2 separate regions of the Zea mays genome follow, and region 2 is linked to region 1. A link is a contact called in public Hi-C data. All regions are on one chromosome and are shown on one strand. Each heading gives the region's core, a stretch centred on a gene start, on an enhancer-like site or on the middle of the called end of the contact. The rest is flanking DNA. Distances are from core to core; before and after follow the strand shown.

Region 1 (4,829 bases), core at 1,263-3,762:
GTATTACAAGACACAAGAAAATAAATTCATATTTCATGCAAAGAGCTGGTGGAAGGTTGTATGGAACAGCAAAGACGGGCCAACATGAGTAGAACGTTGCAGTTAGATTGAATGGCGAGAAACCATCTGTTGCCAAACCGAAGCGGACATTCCGCACTTCATTAGCAAAGCTGGAATCAAAAGCATCTAGTGCCTTCCATGCATATGTATCAGCTGGGTGCACCATGACATTTGGATTCTCACGTACCCCTTCTTTGTGCCACCTCATGTGTCTGGCTGTATTCTTGGAGATGAACAAACGTTTCAACCGAGGTATAAGAGGCACGTAACGAAGCTGCTTACGTGCAATCTTCGTAGTCACGGTCAAACCATCGTCATTTTCAACCTCAACGAATCTACGCTCACCACAAATAGTACACTTCTTCTCACCCGCGGTCTCCTTCTAGAAAAGCATACAATTATTATCACAGACATCGATTTTTTCGTAGTCCATACCGAGCCTAGATAACAACTTTTTGGACTGATATATGTCCTTTGGCATCTTGTGATTCTCCGGAAGTACATCACTGATCAAGTTCAAAAGCTCCTTGTAGCAGTTGTTTGATAATGCAAACTTAGACTTAATAGCCATAAGTCGAGTCACAAATACAAGGACGGTCACTTTTGTGTGCTCATGCAACGGCTCTTCGGCAGCTTTAAGGAGCTCGAAGAACTTCTGAACCTCAGGTGTAGCTGGATCCTCACACTCGGTGGGTTGACCGGGGTTCTCCGAATCGACGGTTAGAAGCTCATGGCGTACATCGTCAAGCATCTCTTCCATCCTATCGTAATCCTCCTCTTCATGTGACTGAACTTCTGATACAATACAAGGAGGTGGGTCCTCACCGTGGTGCACCCACACCTCATAGTCTGGCATATAACCGTTCTTGCAAAGATCTATCGACATAGTCCTCCTGTCAAGGAAATAAATGTTCCGACACTTGGTACAAGGGCACCTAACATCGGTTCCAGTCTCTGACCGAGCAAAAGCACGGTCGAGAAATGCGTCAGTCTTGGCAACCCACTCACTTGATAGAGCACCTCTTTTCTTTCAACCTTCATACATCCACCGACGATCCTCCTCCATGAGGTAACTGGATTACGTTTACTTGATTATTTAAGTAAATCACTCCTATATCTATAGAAAAGAATAAGTAAATTACGTAGTTAAACTAATAAACTACCACTAAGTAAACTAAAATAACCTATAAACTACCACTAAGTAAACTAATAAACTACCACTAAGTAAACTACCACTAAGTAAACTACCACTAACATATAATATATACGAAATAACATATAATATATACGAAATAACATTGCCACGAGTGCCAAATTATATAAATTAACCTTATTTCCGAAGGCATAATAAAAACCCTCGGAAAAACACCACTAAGTAAATTAAAATAAATTAAATTTATTACATAATCAAATTCCAACCATCGGACATAACAAGCTAAACAATATTAAACATACAAAAATTTTAATACTGAAAAAAGACAACTACAAAATAATATATATATTAACAAAATTAAAAATACTCACTTAGGCTTGACGGCGGGACGGTGGTCGGCGTGGGCGGGACGGAGGATGAGTCGGGGCAGCCGGCGTCGGGACAGCTACCCGGACGGTGGCGGCGGCGAGCACGGGCGACGTCGGGGGCGGCAGGCACGGGCGGGCGGACGGCGGCGTTGGCGTCGGCGGCAGGCAGGCACGCGCGGGCGGCGGCGGGCACGCGCCGGCGGCGGCGGCGGGTGGGCACGGGCGCTGCAGGTGGGCGGCGGCGGCGGGTGGGCGGCGGCGGGCACGCGCAGGCAGGCACGTGCGTCGGCGGCGGCGATGGCAGAGAGCAGCGCGCGGCAGAGAGGAAAACGCGAAATGAAACAGCGCGTGGGGCCTGCGGGCGTTAAAAAACTTTATGTCCGACGGCTACCAGCTCGGCCGTCGGACATAAACTTATTTTCGAGGGCCAGCGGGAATGCCGTCGGACATAAGTTTTATTTCCGAAGGCCAGCAGAGACCGTCGGACATAAGCTAATGTCCGACGGTCTTGTAGGTAGCCGTTGGACGTAAGTTGGCCATCGGATGTCCATTGTTTTACTGTAGTGAACGCTGTTTATAGAGTGGAGTGCTGGAGTTAGCCGGAAAGACGAATGGTTATCCATGTCTGAGCTAGCTTCTGTTCGTTTGCCCCCACTGCCGTGGTGGATAGGCGAACCATCTTCTGTTTCCGTCTTTGCTGGCGTACGTGGAGGGAAGACGAAGCATTATATATCGTGCAAATTTGTGCGACTTTTTGTTTTTGTTTTTTGCCCCGACTGACGTGGTGGAAAGACGGATCGTTATCGAGAGCAGATTTCTGCTCCTTCCGTGCCGTGGAAAGGCGAGGCACACCGACCATGCCACGTACACGCGCTCATCTATCTATATATCTATCTATACAAGTGCCCTTGTTTGGAGCATCGCAGTTCGCACACAGCAGCAGCAGCCCTTCTTTTTGGAGCAGCACCACAGGGGAGATCGATCAATCAATCAGCAAGCAAAGCGCGCACGGCACAGGTGGGTAGCTAGCAATGGCGACGCCGCCGAACCCTCCTCCTCCGAGCACTCCCATAGCTGCGGCGGCGCCCTTATTGCCAGCAGAGTTCACCAGATTCACCTTCCGGGCCTTGTACGTCCGCCGGACCGGCCCAAGCAGCAGGGAGATGATTCAGCCGGGGAGACCTTACGATGAGCTGGGCAGAAGACTCACCAGTGACTACCCGGTGTACGATGGCCGTGGCTCCGACGCCGCCCTTGTCGCTCGCATGCAGGGGATCACCGTCCTCGTCGGTAACGCGCACCAGCTGTTCACCATCGTGTTCGAGACCGGGAGGTACGGTATTTCATGCATGTGCACTTCATTCTCTTGTAGCCAATTCGTCGGCGTTATTGCATGTACGTACTGCAAAAGCTAGCTAACTAGTAGCCAATTCGTCGTACGTCGTCGACTGATGCATGATCAGGTTCAAGGGCTCCACGCTCCTCACCAACGGGATGGTGACGGAAGGGTCCGACGAGTGGGCGGTCTACGGCGGGACTGGAGCGTTTGCGATGGCCACCGGCGTCATCAGAAGGAAGAACCTTCTTGCCGGCGGCGGTGACAGTGGCGGGAACTCCGACGAGCTTAGCGTGGAAGTGTTCTGCCCGGTGTTCGGATCACCGCAGCAGCCGCCAAAGGTACGTACGTCGTGTTTGGCTCACTAGCTAGGGACTCGAATTCTATCTATGGAAGAGTTCTATGGCAATAGTTCGGGTACTGTACTGTACTGCTGGATACACATGCGTGCGTGCAGGACGACGACGATGGCTCCGCCGTCACCAAGATTGGACTATGGGGTGGGCCGGGAGGATCGGCACAGGACATCACGACGACAGAGGCACCAAGGCGTCTGAACAGCGTCACCATTCGCGCCGGTATTGCCGTCGACTCGATTGAGTTCACTTACACTGGCAAGGACAGGCAGAGGCGCACAGCTGGGCGATGGGGTGGACTTGGCGGCAATGTTCGAACGGTGAGTGAGTGACTTCTGATCGATCGATCGATCTTTGGCGACAACCAGCTGGAAGAACCAAGGCCTAACCTCATGCATGCCTGCAGATCGATCTTGGCGACAACGAACACATCAGGGAGGTGTCAGGAACGTACGGCACATTTGAAGGTGCTACTACCCTAACCTCGCTCAGGTTCATCACCAGCACCAGAGCCTGGGGCCCATGGGGCACCGAGAACGGGACACGCTTCTGCATCACCGCGCCCATCGGCAGCAGCGTCGTGGGATTCTACGGACGCGCGGGAACCAGGCTCGTCGACGCTATCGGTGTCTACCTGCGTCAACTTTGATTTCAACGGCATGATGCTTGATTTCAAATAGATATATTAATTAGTTCCTCGTCACAGTCGATCCTGTGTCAAATAATAAAGAAGCTCTTGTATGCATGTGTATATGTTAGTCCTTCGTTCTGTATGTGTCAAATAAAGGTTGATCAAAAAGACCTAGAATAAGCTGTACATGTCAGGAGTATTTATCACTACCGGAATTTGGCTCTTTGTCGAGTGCCATATTCTTTGCCGAGTGTTTTATTTCGGGCACTCGACAAAGAGCTCTTTGCCGAGTGTCACGCAAAAAACCCTCGGTAAAAGAAAACACTCGGCGAAGAAGCTCTTTGCCGAGTGTTTTATTTTTGACACTCGGCAAAGAGTTTCTTTGCCGAGTGTCTTTTTTTGACACTCGACAAAGGGCTCTTTGCCGAGTCTCTTTGCCGAGTGTTTTTTCTCCAACACTAGGCAAAGACAATTTAAAAATCACATTTTAAAGTAGTAAATTAATTCAAATGAAAAAGTTTTCAACTATAAATTTGTATAACTCATCATGATGTACAATTTATATATTGAACATTTCTTCATATGACAAAATAAAAATAAATTTGTTCATAAAACCTATATCTCTCTCGTAGTTTATGAAACTACGAGAGAGACGTATAGAATTTGTGCATATTGTTAGAACCATCATCTGAGATAAACAAATGACCAAACAACTAAAATAAACTTTGTACATCTTGAGAAGTTATAGAAGTTTATAGTTGACAACTTTTTCATTTGAAGTCATATTATCAACGAAAACTACGTCTGAATTTAAAAAATTTAAAATTTGAATTTTGAAAACGACTTCGAAAGAAAAAAACACCAACATGAAAGTTGTAGGTATTGAAGAGTTATGAAACTTTGTAGTTGATAATGTTTTAGTTTG
Region 2 (5,098 bases), core at 842-3,341, 160 kb before region 1:
AGGGGGAAAAACAAGTTAGCGAACATAACGCTCTGTTTCCAGACGGCAATCTTGTCCTGATTAGCATTGGACCAACACATGTGAGAACACCAGTTTCAGTTTGTTAGTTGTACTGTACCTAGGGGCTGTTTGCAGCATGATGATCAACTACATTTGTAACTGGTGATTGGTAAACTAGATAACTAATAAGTATTCAGAGATTGTAAAAATAGTAGAATAATAGCAAGTATAAGTTTTAGTAATCTTCACCTTAAGAGCTGCCTCTGTCGGCATTCCAGTGGCAACATACTGATGCGAAGAATGTGCCACATTGGCATCATTGCACACAGCTGCGACCTTGGCGATCGTCTCAAGGTTGGCGTCAATGCTCCCAGCAGGCCAGTCGTGAATTTTCCCGTCCCGGGGATCGTAAGTCGTACCGTCCACCTTGAAGGTCCTAACCTCCTGCGAGGAATCGCCGACGGCCACGAGCTTGGCGACGGACATCTTGTTGGTGGTGAGCGTGCCGGTCTTGTCGGAGCAGATGACGGTGGTGCAGCCGAGGGTCTCGACGCTAGGCAGCTTCCTGACGAGCGCATTCTTGGCAGCCATCTTCCTGGTCCCGAGCGCGAGGCAGGTGGTGATGACGGCGGGCAGGCCCTCGGGTATGGCGGCGACGGCGAGCGCGACGGCGATCTCAAAGTAGTAGGTGCACTTCTCGAAGGAGAAGGTGATGTTCCTGGGCACCCATCCTCCCTGGAGGTCGAAGGTGAGGAAGTACTTGACGTTGATGAGCCAGACGAGGGCGCAGATGAGGCCGATGATCTTGGTGAGCGCCTCCCCGAACTCGTTGAGCTTCTTCTTGAGCGGCGTGTCGTCGTCCTCCTGCGAGGCCTGGTGGATCTGGGCGTGGATGGCGCCGATCTCCGTGTCCATCCCGGTGCGCGCGACGATGCAGAGCGCGGCGCCGTTGACGACGGTGGTGCCGGCGAAGACCATGCAGTCCTTGGCCTGGATGTCGGCGTCCTCGAGCGGGAGCGCGCGGGAGGTCTTGTTGACGGAGGCCGTCTCCCCCGTGAGCGAGCCCTGCTCGAGGCGGAGCGTGGAGGTGAGGAGGCTGGCGACGCGCATGTCGGCGGGCACCTTGTCCCCGACGCGGAGCTGGACGACGTCGCCCGGGACGAGGTCCCGGGCCGGGAGCGCGGGGAGCCATGCGGCGTCGCGCAGGACGGCGGCGTGGTGGGACTGGATCTCCCGCAGCGCGTCCAGCGCCCGCTCCGCGTTGGCCTCCTGCCAGACCCCGACGGCGGCGTTGACGACGAGGATGAGGAAGATGACGAGCGGCTCGACGAAGGCGGCGAGCGTGAGCGCGCCGGCGCTGGAGGAGAGCGCGAGGAGGAAGGAGACGGCGGCGGCGGCGAGCAGGACGCGCACCAGCGTGTCCTCGAACTGGTCCAGCAGCAGGCGCAGCAGCGACGGGGCCGGGTGGTCGGCCAGCTCGTTGGGTCCGTGGGCGCGCAGCCGCGCGGCGGCCTCGGCGGACGAGAGGCCGCGCGTGACGCTCACCCCGAGCCGCGCCTCGCAGTCCGCCACCGACCGCGCCCACGCCGGGAACGCGGCCAGGTCGTCGGGGTCGGGCACTGCCTCGCCCATCGCCGTCGGAGAACAATGCCCGCGCGGAGTCCTGGCGGATGAAGCGGCGGCGGCAGCGGGAGGAAAGCACGTACGACAAGGAGTCGTCCTGGTCCCGGTCCCGGTCCCGGTCCCGGAGGCAGTTGGGTGGGCCCCCGACTACGAGTAGTGGTGGTGGTGGGGTGGAGGTGGGAACCGCATGCGCGGCGCTCGCTCGGTCGGGGCTTGGTCGGCGCCTGTCTCTCCTCCTCCCTCTGCTTGGGCTTCTGCTGCACTGCAAGTTGATGAGGAGGCAGGGAGGGAGTCGTTGCAGAAGCAGAAGAGTGTGGATGGAGGACAGAGGACGACGGCGTCCTCGCCCCTCTTCAAATGGAAACTCGGTGGGGCCGCAGGAAGCTGCCGCGAACCTTCCTCCTGCTGGCGGCCTGCGGCTACTCCCAACCACAACCGCAGCCACAAGCGGCAGGGGGATGGAATGAATGCGGGCGCCCGTGTCTGCGGTTCCAGTGGGTGGTAGTGGAATAGAAACGAAGCGCGGCCTGCGCCCTGGCCTGCTGCTGCCGCCTCGCCGCATACACAAGCCTTGTGGTCACTGCTGATAGCCTGACGCCATGCTACGCGCAAACCAACCGCACGACGGCATCCTCGTCGAGTAGTTGCGCTGCCAAGAGGGCCCGACCATCCCATTGTCAACGAAGGTTCCTTGAGGTTTCGCGTGTTGCGATGCAGGCGGTATACGATGATCAGACGTCACCAAACCTCGCGCAGCCGCCGGTAATGACGACGCTTATATTTAACTATAATCCTCCCACTACTATTTTATATTTTGTTTATTAGTACTTTACTAGTACTGCCTTTGTTAGTTTCTTCTCTTCCTTTTTCTTTTTTCTTAAATAAGCAGACACACATGACACATCAATACTTGAACGTTAAAACTTCATACCAATATGCGTATCTTAAATTATTATAGTATAAATTTAATTAAATCTAATATCTGACCATCTACTTTATATGTATATATTACTACTATGGATAGATGACAACGTGTACTATAAAATTTAAGGATTAGATTGGATTAGAATCAGACTTTATTTATATTTAATTTTGAACTAGAAATAGTTTAGAACTCTAGTAAATTTTTTAACTAAGAAATGGTAAATATAATTTAGAAGATGGTATCGTATTAAAGTAGGCCACCCACGGCCCATCTACATCCACGTCCACTTCCACTATGCGTATCGTACTTTCCGCTCTCGAGTTGACCAAGGACGAATTCTTGAACCCTCCATCTCCAACTTTTCATCACATATTTTCTTTCTCTTTTTATTTATTGCCACCGTACACTCGAGCAGCGCCACGCCTGTGTTGTGAACATGTGGGCCCGGTACCGGGTCTCCTGTCGTGGGACGGTGGGACCCCACACCAACAGCAGCCTGCCTGCCTGCCACACACGCACCCAATGTTTGTTGGACCCTGCGCCGAAAGCCACCACCAGCCGTGAACTCCAACTCCGTCAGACACTTTAGTACGCATTCAATGATAATAATATCCGCAGACAATATAAATTTAGGATATATCTAACCATGACACTATTGCACGATACTTTAAATATAAAATATAACAAAAACACAATATAATATAGTGGGTATATCTAAAACATGTATCTTACCATATTCATTGTACCAATCAGAGCATTTAATAAATTAAAGTGACCAATCAGCTAGTCTCCTGTATCGAATATGGAGCTAAGACATTGTGTCTTTATCAAGATACATATCTTGAGTTTTTTTACATTCACCCCTTAGACACACTCGAAGACAAAACTCAAGACACCCATTGTACATGCTCTTATACGTAGGATTATAGTACTCATTAATGGTAATAATGTAGCACTAGAATCCATAGACAACGTGGTGCTCGAGTTATTTTCATGAAAAATGGAGAAAGATATTTGTCAGGTATATAGGAACGGGGTATCTAATGTAAGGCCCATAACCTCTTCTATCATATATATAGGAACGGGGTATCTAATGTAAGGCCCATAACCTCTTCTATCATATTTACCGAGCAAATCTTCAAAGCGAGTCTAACGACTAAGTTCTCGTCGAGCAAGCCTATGAGGCAGAACGGACGACCAAGTCTCCGTCGAGCAAGTCTGCCAGACAGGATGAACGACCGAGTTCCCACCGAATGGACTCATGAGGAAGGAGCTTCAACCCGATGCTGCTAGCCCACATCGACTACGATGGGACGCGCCATCCTTAGGCCACACCCGGATAAACGTGCGGCGCACCAAAGGCGTGCTGAGTGGTCTCCATTAGAACACGAACCGTGCGCCCGCGCGTACGGACTCAGACGCGCCACCACTGCATTGTGGGGCCAGTCAAGCCCGGTCGTCGGATGACCTCAGTGCCAGAATCCCAACAGTGACCCCGAATACCTAGAAGGACTAGACAACATGCCATAACAGGCGTATGTCTACAACACGCTGGAGGATGACGACTGGAGGAGCCGCGCTTCGTACAACCGCACCGTGAGACTAATCTGCTGGTGTATGACTACGCACGATCCTACGAACGATTTCAGCGATACTACGGGTTGGCAACAGATCACCCCCTTTTACCAGTAGAAAAGATATCTCATCTGTAAGGCTCTGCCCTTGAGCTATATAAGGGTAGGCCCTCCCTTTCTCCAACACACAAGCACAAGAGTTGTAACACAATCTACTACAATTCTACGATCAACACTACACTGGAGCAGGGGTAACCTTAGGGCGCACTCCGCTATAATTCACGTGCACCGGACATGTCTAGTGAGCCAACGGAGCAATGGTAACCTACGCCAACGGTCGTCTGCCTAAAGTGAACAGTGCGCGGCAGAGGTCAAAGCAGAAAAGTTAGAGCACACCAGACATGTCCAGTGTGGCACCGAACTGTCCAGTGCAGCTACAGGACAAAAGGTTCCAACGATCAAGTCGCTCCAAATCCAGCGGTGTAGGATCTAGGACACCGGCTAGAGGGGGGTGTGAATAGGCGGTTTTGACTAAAATCAGAAACACTAGGTAAATTTAATCAATATAACAAGAGGAATAAATTCTCTAGTGACAATAAGTAAACAATGTATGAGAAACAACTACGGTGATTGAAAACTTGAGGAACAATATGCAAAACACTAATTACTTGCAAAGCAATAAGTAATGCAAGAAGGTAGAGACACCGAAATTTATCCCGTGGTATCGGTGATTTGCCGATCACCCCTAATCCACGTTGAGGTGGACTTCAAGCTCTCACTTGCTCCTCTATCAAGTCGCGGCTTGATCTTTGAGCCAAGTGGACAAGAAATCACTCAATACCTCGATTCCACTAATGTCACCTTTGCCGCTCCGGCGAGGTAGGCGCAAACCCCTCACAATCAACACCGCGGCTCCTCCACAATCTTCTTGGAGAGCTCGACGGAGACAATCACCCGAGCCGTCTAGGAGGCGACA

Evidence for each region. A called contact is a pair of places that touch in the nucleus more often than the background predicts.
Region 2: a contact with region 1 is called in a Hi-C map of endosperm, with 2.9 times the contacts expected there. The contact joins the promoter of LOC103635958 here to the promoter of LOC100274142 in region 1. A contact is called at or near these places in 2 of 25 Hi-C or Micro-C datasets (endosperm and leaf).

What each region holds. Positions count from the first base shown.
Region 1 is chr8:136,340,902-136,345,730 of Zm-B73-REFERENCE-NAM-5.0, reverse strand. LOC100274142 reads left to right here and starts at 2,512. Exons shown (of 4, transcript NM_001308399.1): 1 at 2,512-2,914; 2 at 3,045-3,258; 3 at 3,375-3,593; 4 at 3,680-4,077. The coding sequence starts at 2,613. The coding sequence ends at 3,922.
Region 2 is chr8:136,498,199-136,503,296 of Zm-B73-REFERENCE-NAM-5.0, reverse strand. LOC103635958 reads right to left here and starts at 2,091. Exons shown (of 8, transcript NM_001111452.2): 1 at 250-2,091. The coding sequence starts at 1,632.